Linked DNA regions of Rattus norvegicus: region 2 is linked to region 1. The links are chromatin contacts, called in public Hi-C maps. All regions are on one chromosome and are shown on one strand. Each heading gives the region's core, a stretch centred on a gene start, on an enhancer-like site or on the middle of the called end of the contact. The rest is flanking DNA. Distances are from core to core; before and after follow the strand shown. Region 1 has its middle 17 kb from the start of Myo5b. Region 2 overlaps Myo5b (myosin Vb).

Region 1 (6,961 bases), core at 1,817-4,316:
CACACGCATACCCATACCACACACATGCACACACATACACACCACACACACGCATACATACCCACACCACACATACATACACACCATACACATATACACCATATACACACACACCACACACACACACCACACATACACACACATACATACACACACTATATATACCATACACACACATACACACACACCACACACACACACCACACACACACACCACATACACACACATACATACACACACTATACACACCATACACACAACACACACACCATACACACACACCACACACACACACACACCACACACACACCACACAACACACACACACAACACACACACACCACACACCACACACACACACACCACATACACACACATACATACACACCATACACACACACCACACACACACACACACCACACACACACCACACACCACACACACACAACACACACACACACACCACACACCACACACACACACACCACATACACACACATACATACACACACTATATATACCATACACACACATACACAGACACCACACACACACACCACACACACACAACACATACACACACATACACACACTATACACACCATACACACAACACACACACACCATACACACACACCACACACCACACACACACACACACCACACACACACACCACACACCATACACACACACACATACACACACACACACACACACACACACACAGCCCTAAATGGGATCTCTCCATCACATCCTTCCCCTTCATGCCTTAGAGAACCCCCATGTAGAGGAAGCAGGGTGTAAGAACAGAGGCTGAAGGACACGACGATAACAGGTCCCTGTCCACCAACAGAGCAAAGTTCCTGTGAATTCAGAGACTGAAAACAAGCTCAGGGCCTCCGTGCATCCGCACCAGTTCTCCTGCACATGTAGTATAGCTTTCAACTCAATATTTTTATGGGACGCCTGAGTGTGTCAGTAGGTCTCTGATTTTTATGCCTTCTCTTGGGTTCTTTTCCTTCTGTTGGTTTTCGTTATCCAACGAAATGATGTCATGTGATTTTTTTTGTTTTATTTTAGTATATTTTAGTTGTTATATTTTGTTGTTATCTCTTAGAAGTCTGTTTAATGAGAGACAGAAAGGAAGTGGATCTGGATAAGAGAGGATATGGGGAGAAACTGGGAGAAGTAGAGAGAGGCAAAACTGGAATTAGGGTATATTATATGAAAATATCTGTTTTTAAACGTAAAAGCTAATTAGAAAAAATAAACTAAATAAATAGGTAAATGTAAAACTTAAACCGTGTGTGTGTGTGTGTGTGTGTGTGTGTGTGTGTGTGTGTGTAGTTGGAGGTGCTGTCATGCACAATATATTGGTAAATAGACACGTACATCTTATGCTTGTTGAAGGTGAATTCTGGGAATGAGGAGGGCTGTTCCACACTCTAGCGCTCCTGTCAAGTGTCTTCCAAGACCCCTTGTCTGGAGACAGCCCTCCCCCCCCCACTGTTCCCCTCCTCCTCACACACATTCTATAGTGGAGAAAAGGAAACCCAAAAGTGAAAAATACTGTCTTTGAGGACAGCTAGAAGGTAAACAGCTTCCAGCAGAAATTGTTTATCCCATGACATTGAAACACACGTACTGGACGGCTAAGGCAGAAGTCCACCTACTGGATGGATGTTCTGCCTGCCTGGAAGGATGGATCAGCACCGGTAGCTTGCAGTTTCCCAGTCTTTTCTGCTGGATGTTTGTAAGTGCCTGATACAATGTGTCTTTTCTGCTGCTCTGCGGTGGTTTTACTTAGCCGCACTCTCTACTCTGTCTGGGAGACACTGAACCAGGAGCTCCAGCCCCCTGTTTCAGTGGGGGTTTGCCGGTGGACTTCCGCTGCATGTTTGTAAGCTCCTGATTTGGTCCGTTTCGTTTCTTGCGCTCTCAGGCCTCAGGGTTGGATGCTGTGTCTTTCTACTTGCTACTCGCTATCTATCCGTTTGCTTTGGTTTTGCTATACCCGGAATAAGTTCATCATGGTATTTCATCACAGGCAGCCAGCCAGCCCCCTACTGAGCATCTCACACTTACCCCGCTCCCAGCCCTTTAACTTTTTTTTTTTTTTTTTTAACTCGGAGACATGTTCTTTCTAAAATACCCAGACTAGTCTTGGATTTCCCATCTTCCTGCCTGCGTCCCGCAGATAGCTGGGCTTACGAACATTGTGACTGTTTTCAAGTGGTGGGAAAACCTGCTGAGTGAATTACAAAACAGATCTGACCCAGTCCACTGGACTGAAGCTTCAGGGTTATGGATACTGGGCAAACTGAAGGAACCATCACAGTATTTGAGTCGGGGAAGCTCAAGCGAGGAACATGCATCTAGTAAGGAAATGAGCTTGCTGTCCGGGAGGAATTCAGGCAGACGCTGTACTGTCACTCAGAAGGAGACTGCGCATTAGTGGGAAGCATCCTATACCATATTTGAGCATTAGCGATTACTTTCTGAAGACCTACAGGCCTTATAAAACAAACAAACAAACAAACAAAGCTAAGGTCTGTCTGTGATCTCTGTGGCTGCTTGAGGAAACTCACCTCAAAACTTGCTCCCAGGGCAGGCCTGGTATTCGTCCCTTCCAGTTAAAGAAGACTTTAAGTCACGTGTTCCTTCAGGGTCAGGGGGTTGTTTATGGAAAGCTTGGCTTCGATCCTAAACAGAATGGGTAGCTTTGCCCTCCATTAGGCAGCCTTACTCTGTGGCCAACAGATTCGATTACTAGAGAAGAGAAAGAAAAAAGATGCAGTTTGCCATTTCCTGGTACCTCAAAATTCTCTCTTCACAGGGGTCGTACACCCAAAAGCTAGCGTCAGTGTCTCTGTTGAACCCCCAGGACGGAATGATTGACACACTGGGTGGGGCTTGGGTGGAGACAAGAAAGGAAAATGTTACGGCATGGATCAGAAGACATCCTGTTGTCACAGCCCGTGTCTACTCCCTCTCTGCCATCAGCCTACCTAAAAGGATCTCCAGGAGTCCTTTACCAAGAACCGAAAAGACCTCCTGTGTTTCATCCTCGGCGTCTTGCGCCCTCTGCTGGAAAGTTTTCTTCACAGCTTGTCTTGTTCTTGCTTTCAAACTCCCGCAACTCAGCACGCACCGAGTTTTGAAAATCGAAACAGAAAATACCAAGTTCCTGCTTCCTCACAGTGTAGCCCAGGCTAGCCTCACAGTCACAATCCTTCTGCCTCGTCTTTCATTTTATCGCTGTCCCCTAAGACACCTGACACCTCACGCAACACATATCTTTCTCTGTTATGGAAAAAGGCTCAGAGAAGAAGTGGCTTGGCCCCAACCACCCAGTTGGTTAGTGTTTGCTGCTTTTGGCCTAAACACTTCTTCCAAGATCAAAGGAGACGACGGTACAGGCTCATGAGACTTGCTGGATAAACGCAGATTTCCACTCACAATCATTCCCATAAAGCTCACATTCACACCTTTTAACTTACTAATAACTCAGAGCAGGGCCGCCGGTGGGGAGCCCAAGTTGAACAGATTGCCGGTGGGAGACTCGCATGTCCTTAGATGACACAAAAGGAAATGAAACAGACGGAGGCGCAGCTGAGACTGGGCTCTTGAGGGCTTGTATTAACTACGAAGCCTGATGCCGTAAACGACCTGGAATATGCTGTCTCCAAATTCCACGCATCCTTTAGGACAGACTCTTATTTGTAATGACTTTTGATTTTTGGGACGGTTCTCACTATTTAGCTCCAGGTTCCCTGGAACTGACTATGTAGACTAGGCTGGCCTTGGACTCACAGAGATTACTTGCTTCTGCTTCTCAAGTGCTGGGAATAAAGGTGTATACCACTATGCCTAGCTACGGCAGGCAGTCTTAAAATTGTGTGATACACACACACACACACACACACACACATAGTTATATACATATATGTTATATATGTATATGTATTTATAATATGCAATATATAGCATTTATTATATATGTATAGTGTATTATATGTCTTATATATGTGTGTATATGTATATGTCCTATTTTGTGTAAATATGTATATGTTTTATATATGTTATATATATATGTTATATATATATATATTAATATTAGTCTGTTGGAAATCATTCTCCCTTCAAAAAAACAAACAGAAAAACAAAACAAAAACCAGCTAAGGAAAGGGGGTGTATCTCAGTGGTAGGGTGTTGGTCTGGCAAATACGAAACCTTGGGTCCGACCCCCAACATCAGTGAAGAGACCTGTATGTGATTTCAAACGCTCTTACTCTATTGTCCTGGAATTGCTAGAGTATCTTTATTTGGACATTTTTTGTTTTGTTTGTTTGTTTGTTTGTTTGTTTTCAGAGGTGTTAGTTTGCTCATTTTGAGACATTAAGCCCTCTGCAGGCTAAACTGGCCTAGAATCCACAATCTCCTTACTCCTCCTTCGAAGTTCTGGGATTTGGGGGAGTAACTTCCCCAATTTTCTCATCAGATCTCAGAACATAGCCTAGGTCAACAATACCAGTTTTAGGGCCTACTCTATGTCCCTCCTTCACAAAGCCATATACATTACACGAGCTTGTATTTCTGTACTATTTTATATAAGAAGACTGTAGCCTACTCTGAAGGACTTCAACATCTTTATGTTGGAGCTTTAATGCTGGAAGGATTCTAAAAATAAGCTTCCAGGATGGTGGTGGGGGTGTCAGGAATCGTCACACTCTACCTGTAGTCACTACAAAGACTTTTGTGGCTCAGGTATCATCAACCAATGAAGTCTTGACTAACTAGTAACAACCCTCAAGTGAGTTTTCCCTGGAAACACTGGTGACTTGTTGTATAACGAGCTAAGTGTTAGAAGTAGGCTTCTCTAACGAGGATAGTGGTATTGGAGTTTGGGGATTGACTAGAGGCATTCCCAAGCACTGCCAGAACCCATCAAAATGTAGATTGACTTCAGAGAAGGTGCCCAAGGCTGGGCCCCACTGGCCTGCACCAAGTCGGTGGGTAGGAAGGACTTCTGACTGTAGGATGCCCATTAGAGAAACCTGATGAATGGATGGTCTATGGAGTGAGTGAGCCTTGAGTGAGCCTGCCCCACAGGTGTGAACTGAACCCCTAGAAGGTGAGAGTTGTGGGGCTCTATCAGTCTTACAGAGCCAGCTGGTGTCCCCTTGTGTATATCTACTATCTAAGGCTTCTTAAAGTCTATCTTTATGAGCAGCAGGACACAGATCTCAGCTGTTTCCCTCACAGCTGCAACTACCCCTGCAGCTTCCTCGGGAAATGGCTTCCATCTACTAAATGTGGGAAATAAACTCAAATTATCATCTAATTTGGAGTCTGGCATGTTTCTATTTTTTTTAAATATATAAGTATAAATATTATTACGCAAGCACTTCATTTTAGACAGTTTCCAGAGTGCTGTGGATCACAGGCAAGTAAAAGGGCTTGGGGATTTGGCCCTCACACGCATAATTATAAGTTTCTTCAGTTATGATCACAATAAGGATCTTTTTTAAGCATATAGAGCAGTAGGTTTTGTAAAAGGGCCCCAGACCTTAGTCGACTCCCAGGGCTTTCACATTGATTTTCTGGTGAATGTGCTGTTTGGGTTGTAAAACTCAATGTGTTTTAGAACTCACCTGCCAGACCAAATGTCCACAGTTATGGCGAACTCTCTAAATGTACTCACCTTGCATTTTGGCCTCTGTTGTTCTGCACCTGGCTAACTGCTCGTTAATTGAAGTATATCAACCCAGGATATGCTTGTCTGTGCTTCAAAGCTCATTCTGGGGGAGACTCAGTGCCACACGGGGATACTGAACACCCAGTATAGTCACTGGCCGGCTACTAAAGACTTTCTATTGGCTTAAACTAACCATGTTTGAGAAGTCTTCTCTGGTAGGTACTCCACAACAGATTTCTTTAAGACATTTTCACACTGTCCTTGTTAGGATTACTATTGCTGCGATGAAACACCATGGCCAAAAGCAAGTGTGGTGGTTCGAATTTGCTTGGCCCATGGGCAGTGGCATTACTAGGAGGTGTGGCCTTGTTGGAGTAGGTGTGGCCTTGTTGGAGGAAGTGCGTCACTGTGTAGGCGGGCTTCCAGGTCTCCTAGCGCTCAAGCTCTGCTCAGGGCAGAAGAGCGTCCCCTCCTGGCTGCCTTTGGATTAAGATATAGAATCCTCCAGTACCATGTCTGCCTGTTTCCTACCATCATGATAATGGACTGAACCTCTGAAACTGTAACCCAGTCCCAATTAAATATTTGCCTTTATAAGAGTTGCCTTGGTCGGGCTGGAGAGATGGCTCAGTGGTTAAGAGCACTGACTGCTCTTCCAAAGGTCCTGAGTTCAATTCCCAGCAACCTCATGGTGGCTCACAACCATCTATAATGAGATCTGGGGTCATCTTCTGGCCTTAAGGCACACATTCAGACAGAAAGCTGTATGATGTATACATAATAAATAAATATTTAAAAAAAAAAAAAAAGAGTTGCCTTGGTCATGGTGTCTCTTCACAGCAATGAAACTCTAAGACAGGGAGGAAAGGGTTAACTTGGCTTCTGCTTCTGTATCATTGCTCATCGTCAAAGGAAGTCAGGATAAGGACTCAAACTGGGCAGGAACCTAAAGGCAGGAGCTGATGCAGAGGTCACGGAGGGTGCTGCTTACTGACTTGCTTCCCCTGGCTTGCTCAGCCTGCTCTCTTATAGAACCCAGGACCACCAGCCCAGGGACGGCACCACCCACAATGGGCTGGGCCTTCCCCATCAATCACTGATTAAGAAAATGCCCTACAGGCTTGCCTGCTTACAGTCAGATCTTCTGGAGGCATTTTCTCAGTTGCGGTTCCCTCCTCTCAGATAACTATAGGTTATTTCAAGTTGACATAAAACTAGCCAGCACAATTGACCCCTTGTTAACTTGGCACACAAACATGT
Region 2 (7,541 bases), core at 1,179-3,678, 150 kb before region 1:
CAAAATTGGAGAATCTACCGTCTAACTGGTTTCCAAGTTCCGAGACCTTTCTTTGATCAAATATGCCCTTGGATCATTACTTCACAGGGAGGTGTTAAAAGCAACCTACTCAAGCATGAAGGCTGGGAGACAGTCAAAACCCATCACAGGGCGTCTGTGGACACCAGCTCTGACTATCCCAAACCACAGAAGCTAACCCATTCCAGAAGTTCCCTGAACACAAGGCCTAGAGCTTTTCTCAAAATGCAGAGGACTCAATTCCACCTGCAAGGTTCTGATGAGAACTCTGAGGGACCCTGTAGTGATCTTAATGTAGAACTGTTAAGGACTGCTTAACCCGCCCCCAGCAGGCCAAGCCTAGCCATGCGCTGGGGCACAATTCTATCAACGAAGAATGCCTTTTCCAAAGCCTCTTCTTACCCTAAGCCCAACACTATAACCTCTTGTGCATGCCCTACTATAATAACGACAGAGCTATACAATGGTTAAGTGCTCCTTGACCCAGCCTAGAGAGGGGACATTAATAGAGGGACAATAGCTATGCATTATCAATTGTATCCTCTTTGTAGGGAAGCATTACGCAGAGTCAAACACCTCTGTCTCATCATGTTGAAAGCACTAACAAAGACCACCCACCATAGGCGGCTAAGAGACAGTTTTCCCATTTGAACATGAACACACAGATGCTACATATATGGCTAGAAAACTCTGTCTAGTAAACTGTAGTCATCTCTTGTTTTACAGGACATACCTGTCAATAAGGAAAACTGTAAGCATGTCCATCCCTGAACACATGATTTTCTATGTCACCATATCGTTATACATTTGTAAATATACAAATGATATTTCAAAATTTAAAAAGACATGGAAGAAAAATTTTAACATATTTTCCCACGCATAACTGATGGCGTCATCCTCAAAAATCTAGTGTACTGAAGCAGTTTAAGGACCACTGCTCTAACTGACCACAGCCGCAGCCTATTCCCCTGGCCACGTGGACAATCACGTGATTCCTGAAGAGCAAGAGATGGCTGTCCCTTGGCTTAATCTTACAGATCTGGTCACAGAAAGGGTGGCATTGCCCACACCGAGAGAGTGCAGCAGAAATACTCGGGCACTCAAAGCTTAGTTCCTCGCATCATTAAACTGGAATTTGTTGCTGTTTTGTGTATGACAACAAACACATTGTAAGCACAGTGCCGTGCTCCCTTAGACAGATTACTATCAGGATGGTAGAGCTCTGGTGATATATACCTATAATATCAGCACCCAGGAGGACTAGAACAAGTTTATGACTAGCCTCGGCACTGTAGAAGATGGCCTGGTTTATAAAGTAAGACTGTCTAAACTAACATAACCCCTGAAACTGTAGAAGTTACTTGTGGTTTCCAAACAGGAGCTTATGAGAAAGTCTGCAAGATCTTCACTGGGCACATAGAATTTACCAACCCTGGGTGGCTCTTCATTTACTGGACTCAAAGTAACATCAGATCTGAGGCTGCCAGCCAAGGGATCCTAAGAAAGTATAGCAATTTATTCTGAATTGGAACATTCCATTCTGCAAAGGGGCTGGTTACGACCCAAGAACTGAGCAAACTCACATGTCTCTTGAAGTTCCTGAAGTTTACAAGACTCACAAGGCCCCTTTGCTAAGGCTATGTAACTGGTAATAATTGCTGGGGAGAGGAGATTCTCAGATGTGTGAGATTTTCAGGCAGCCCCATAAATACATATTTTGTGAGCTGTCACCCATGGTGGGGTGGGCTCTTTGGAGAGTCAGCTGCCTTTGAGTCATCCATGTTTCTGTAAGCAACCTCTCATCCACATTCCTACAAGTGCCTCAGTAAGGTAGGCTTGGACGGATCATTTCTTTGGTTTGTTGTTAGTGCCTTATCTGAGGTGAGTAGATGTTTGTTCCTATCTCTCCCAGGATAAGTCATATGATACCTATCCAATTTTGAATTCTGCTTCCAGCACCATCTTCTTTAGGACACTGTGCTATCACGACATATATCACACACTACTATCAGCACTAGCTATCCTACCGCCATGCCTCACATTCAATGCCCTGTGCTTCGTCACATTAGCATGTGCACTTATCAACCTGTTTAATTCTAAGTCCCATAAGCTAGATACTGCACCTCTATTTTGTTGGCAAACATGTACTAGCAATTACAGTGAGGTAAACCTGCAGAGCTTGGTTATCTCCCCACCATTCTGGACCCCTGCAACACACACACACACACCCTGTCCTGGTCTGAGAAACCATTATTATTCCTGACCTTGGGACCCTGTACTTGACCCATCTTGCTTCACCCATCTTCCTTCACTATTACCCATGCTCGGCCATGTCAGCACACACAGTGTGCAGCTGCTCTGTCTTCTGGGATATAAAGGTGAAAATATGTAGTTGAGAAAGAAAACGAGCGGTTAACATGGCATGAAAGGCATTACTGTGATATAAATAGAAATGCCATTCCATCCTGTAAGACTTCAGATTCTATTAGCTCTTTTCACCGAAAACCAATTCTGACACCTTGAAAACAGAAATCTTACTTACATGTCACCGCCACTATTAATTTCAGAGAAGCACAGGGGGTGACAAGCTCAATGCTGACACTAGAAAAAAGGCTATAATAATGCGAACAGTATGAAATAAACACATGAGCTCAAGGGCCCACCTTTGTAAAGCAGAGCCCAACACTGGGCTCAGTCACTCCACACATTTGAACTCTTTGTGCCTTACAGGAGGCATACACATACGCACACACACATTCACACAGTCAAGTACATGTAGACACACACTCTTGTGCTCAACAAGACAAGACCCTGAGCAGGTAGAGCTGGGATGGTGATTGTGTCTGTGCTGAAGACACACCCAGAGCACACCTGACCACACTAGCAAATGTATGGGCTTCAGCAGGACTTTTAAATTGTTTAAGTTCCTGATCCACATCTTGATCTAGCAGATAAAATGAATGGCATTTGGAGACTAACTAGTTGGATCCTCTATTTAATGGGAACTCATCTAGACGAACACCTTCTTGCATGCATGTGTGGTGCCTGAGGTTGAATCTGGGGCTTTGGGTATGCTAGGCAAGCGTTCTCATGGAGGGAAATGCCAAGCCCTTGATAAAGAGTCTAAGAGCCATGGAATCTACACATGTATCAAGCTGGGAGAGTTACACCCGATGCAAACATCTGAATGTAGAAAGGGTGCACTCAAGGTATCACCTCGAGTTCAGAGTGGAGAATTCTAATCAGCATGTTAAAAAAGAGGGTTTGCAGAAGCTCAGGGAGCAAGGGTAACAAATCTTGAGGTGGTTAGAATTCACAGTTACAGAAAGCGGCTCCCTGGTGAATTTTTCTCTCAGGAAACTTTTGGGAGTAAGGAAAGTGTTACATTGAATGTGGTGATGGTTATATGACTTGCATACATGAGTCAGAATTTGTCAAACTTGACGCCCCATATGTCTAGTTGTGTCACTGCCAATTGCTTAAGACTGGCTTAAAGTGTTAAGTTGTAACACCTTCAGTCCTTGAGCGTGGACATGGTTGGGAGGAGACATGGGTTTATATGTCACAAACTTACTGGAAAACAATATAAAGTGATTGTCTGAAGTAAACATATTTCTTCTTCTTTCCCAGAGATCCAGTGTCGGAAGCAACTTCATCCCACTCAGAAAAACACATCTAGAGTCCATACCATCAGAAGGAGTGCATCTGAGAGATGGGTGGTTACACAACACCCAGAGGTCCCTGCTGGGCATGCTGTCTGGCATAGTCATGGCTGCAGGTTCTTCCCTAACAAGCTATAATGCTTCAGCAGGATAAAACAAACACCACTAGTAAAGTATCTTGTAAATGTATGATTGGGATTCAACATTACAGAGGTGGCACTGTAAATACATCACTGTTGAATAGTTACATTGTCTAAGGGTATGATCAGCACATAGCACAACACTCAGGACATGGTTTGAAAATCATCCACAACGTTAAAAAAAAAGAAATAGACTGCCCTTAGTCTACTCTCAGGAGGCCCTCCTGACCCATGTCCTAATGCAGTTAAGAGTCACACCTACATCACCTGGAAAGATAGAAAGACAAATAAAACACAAAGATCAGCATCGATCACGTCAGGGTTTCCAGTTACAATGAAATTCAGCCAATCTAGGCTGCCCACTTATGAAGCTCCAGGGATTTCCTCACTCACATACACTGGTCATCACAGTCATGGATGTGATCCATCACGTTTAACACGTAGGCCCTGAAGACAATGATACATAGCTGTCCAGGATTTCTCTAACTTCATTTAGACTTCTGTTTCAGGGTCAGCAATAGTGTTGTCCTTTAAAAGAGGATGACCACAAGCCACAGAAAGGAGGGGGAGGGGAGTGTCCATCAACACCCAGTTCATTGAAAGAGACAAGATCACCAGGTTGGAAGCCGAGATTCTCATGCATACAAGTGACTCACAGAGAAATCAAGCTTAACCCTGCCTTGGTCTGTCAATGATGTTCTCACCCAAGAGACAATGAAGGCTCCATTAGGAAGCATTTTATGGCCCCACACACAACAGAGGTAATGAAGATTAAAAAAATAATAATAATAAAGCAATGTACTGTCCAACTTTAAAGCTGATCTCAAAACAATCTGTGAATTTGGCTTACAGATAGTTGTGCCATCCCCCACCCCCGAATCTGAAGTTCTACCAACTGCAGCTAAAAGACATAATTGGCACACCCACGTCTACTCTCATGCACACAAGAGTACCCTACCTCAAGGGCTACAAACTCGTTAGTTCTGTTACTTCTATCCCGGAGATGGAGAGTGTATGGCTTTCCTTCCTTCCTCTCCCCATAGGCCCTTATTGTGCAGAGAGGAGCCAAGGTCGCATCCTTCGATCGTAACAACAGAGGGGTCTTCCATGTCCACACTGCCATCCTCCTGAAAAGCCCTTCTGGCTGCCACACAGGGGCTATCTTTAGCTTTATACTGGGGTCACTTTCTCATGTGCACACACATTTTCTCCGGGATCCTCCAGAAGGCTCTCCCATTCTCTACCAACTCTGTGCACTTTGGGGACTCGAGCTAAGCAAGATGTTTGCTCTCGAGAGCCTGGTAAGGGCCTTGAACTAGACACTATTCTCACCAAGTGCAGGCCTCCCCACTTCCTTGGCTCTGTCTCCAGGAAAGCAAACCTTCTGCAGGACAAGAGTGTGCGTTCAGCCACTGCCAGGAGTCATGCCACAGGTGCCTACAGCTTCACTGCCCACCCTCGAGTTCCAGGCAAGTCTATCTTTTATCATCAGTCACGCCTTGGCAGTGCTAAGCAGACAGATGGGGAATGTGGGAGCTCCATTACCTTGGCTACCTGAGCAGACAGATTTGCTCTGCAGTGTTCCTATTCATTTTCGGGAAAGCAATTCAAACAAACAAACAAAATCAACCCACGCACAAACAGCTTTTAGGAAGAATCAGACCTGGTTAAGCTCAGAAATAGGACCACTCCCACTGAGGCTGGGAAATGCACCAAATTAAACTCCCAACGAAATCTGAGCTACTTCTAAACCACTGAGGGACGAGATATAGCTCAAGACCCTGGTGTGGTTTGGGTACCAGAGTCTATTCTGTTCCCACAAGCCTAAGAGAACAATCAGTCAATCAATACCCGAGGAGGTGGCATGCTTCTTGGCTAACACAGGAGACTTTAGGCAAACTCACTGGGTTTGATCCATCTCTACCTATCTGTCTTAGTTAGGGTTTTACTGTTGTGAACAGACACCGTGACCAAGGCAACTCTTACTAAGGACAGCATTTAATTGGGGCCGGCTTACAGGTTCAGAGGTTCAGTCCATTATCATCAAGGAAGGAACATGGCAGCATCCAGGCAGGCATGGTGCAGGAGGAGCTGAGAGTTCTACATCTTCATCTGAAGGCTGCTAGAAGACAGGCTTCCAGACAGCTAGGATAAAGTTATTAAAGCCCACACCCACAGTGACACACCTACTCCATCAAGGCCATACTTCCTAATAGTGCCAACAGTGCCACTCCCTGGGCCAAGCATGTACAAACCATCACACTATCTGATTTAAAGACCATAGAGCATTGTCCAGAGTCCTGACCAGTGTCACAAGGGTAATGAGTCTTATGTACAACTGTGGTAAAGAAATACAGCAATGTGTTAATTATTTTTTATGCATTCTTGAGCAACAATCACGTCCTGGGGTTGAATGTGGGTGTGATATAAGAAACAACCGGAACCGCAGTCTCATGCTTAGTTCGGTGCTGTCTGTTCATTTTGCATGGGGTTGTTAGGCAACTTACAGGAAAATGAGTTATTTCTACAGTTGATCTTCTCATGAGATCATAGTCTTATCCTTGGGAATGGCAGAGAAGGGAAAGATCATTATGAAACAAGACCCACCAGAGAGAGAAGCTGTTCTCGGAGCAGTGCAAGCATTGAGTCGTGTTCTTATCCAATCAACTAAAACACCCCCATTGCTCTAGGCCAGTGTTTCCCAAACAGTGCTACACAGAACATTGTTCCCCTGAGACGCTCTTTGGAAACCGGTTTCTGCCTTAAATTTGTAAACCAAGCGACAAAGAGCCTGTTGGTAGAGACTCAGAATGCATCCATAGACTCTGAGCAGCTCTGCTGTAAAGATGTTCAATTTAGGACTAACTCTGTGTCCCCACATTCATCCGACCACCTCTGCTACTCTGGAATACACCAGTGGCCAAAGACCTCCACAGTCCTGCCTGGGCTCCCCTCTGCAGCTCACAACTCTCTATGGACCACCATAGAGGTCAAGCCTGCCTGTGAACTGTGAATTGGCTGCATTTGTTCATTAGGGCTTTAATACCACAGACACCTTCAAGTCATTTAATCGTATGCCCTCAACTTGGGCCTACTGCACACGTGGACTGTTTAACCCTTGAAGAGAACACTGTAGCTAACTTTACCTCTATGTCCCTAACTTGGTTTTGCTTTTCAGCCTGTGCATACATGCGTGCGTGCATGCCTGTGTGCATGCGTGTGTGACAGGGGAAGAAAAAGAGAGATATTTAAGAACCCAAGCAGAATGCCATTTCCAGGTTACAATCTAAAATGCATTAGGTACAACTCCTCCCATGCAGTCCTGACTTCCACCCACAATGCTTGCTACCTCAAGAAGTTGTCAAGGAGTCCTCATTTCTTCAAGAGTCTATGGTGAGAGGACGTGGATTGGACAGCACTGAGGAGTGGTGGTGCTGTGAGATGGCTCTATTAATAGCAGCCAGGAAGAAAAGAAAGCCAAGAAGCACTCAGGAAGAGATAAGCACGAGGGATTATCCCATTGCTCAAAACCTGAAATAAATCTAAGCAAGCACTGGTCTCCAGGTACATGTGAACAAGACAAGGAGTGGAGGGAATAGAAACCCATGTGGCTCTGCTTCTAAGAGCTTCTTCAGCCCCAGTCTCACCACCCTGCGAGCAGCAGCAGTCAGACAGACACCCCCCTTCACGCCCTTCCTCGGGAATCCCTGGGCGGAGTTGC

Evidence for each region. Hi-C and Micro-C count contacts between places; a contact is called where the count stands out from the background.
Region 2: a Hi-C map of the A7r5 cell line shows a contact between it and region 1, with 4 times the contacts expected there. The contact joins two enhancer-like sites. A contact is called at or near these places in 4 of 12 Hi-C or Micro-C datasets (the A7r5 cell line, frontal cortex, kidney and 1 more).

What each region holds. Positions count from the first base shown.
Region 1 is chr18:70,293,001-70,299,961 of GRCr8, reverse strand. No RefSeq gene overlaps it. Among named protein-coding and RNA genes, the nearest start is that of Myo5b, 17 kb to the left of the region's middle. Within about 2 kb of position 3,066, at least 1 of the 93 cell types and tissues checked has an H3K27ac peak or open chromatin away from gene starts, as enhancers often do. A contact at or near this core is called in the A7r5 cell line, where this site is marked.
Region 2 is chr18:70,443,343-70,450,883 of GRCr8, reverse strand. The region is part of intron 4 of Myo5b (myosin Vb); the gene reads right to left. Among named protein-coding and RNA genes, the nearest start is that of Myo5b, 130 kb to the right of the region's middle. Within about 2 kb of position 2,428, at least 1 of the 93 cell types and tissues checked has an H3K27ac peak or open chromatin away from gene starts, as enhancers often do. A contact at or near this core is called in the A7r5 cell line, where this site is marked.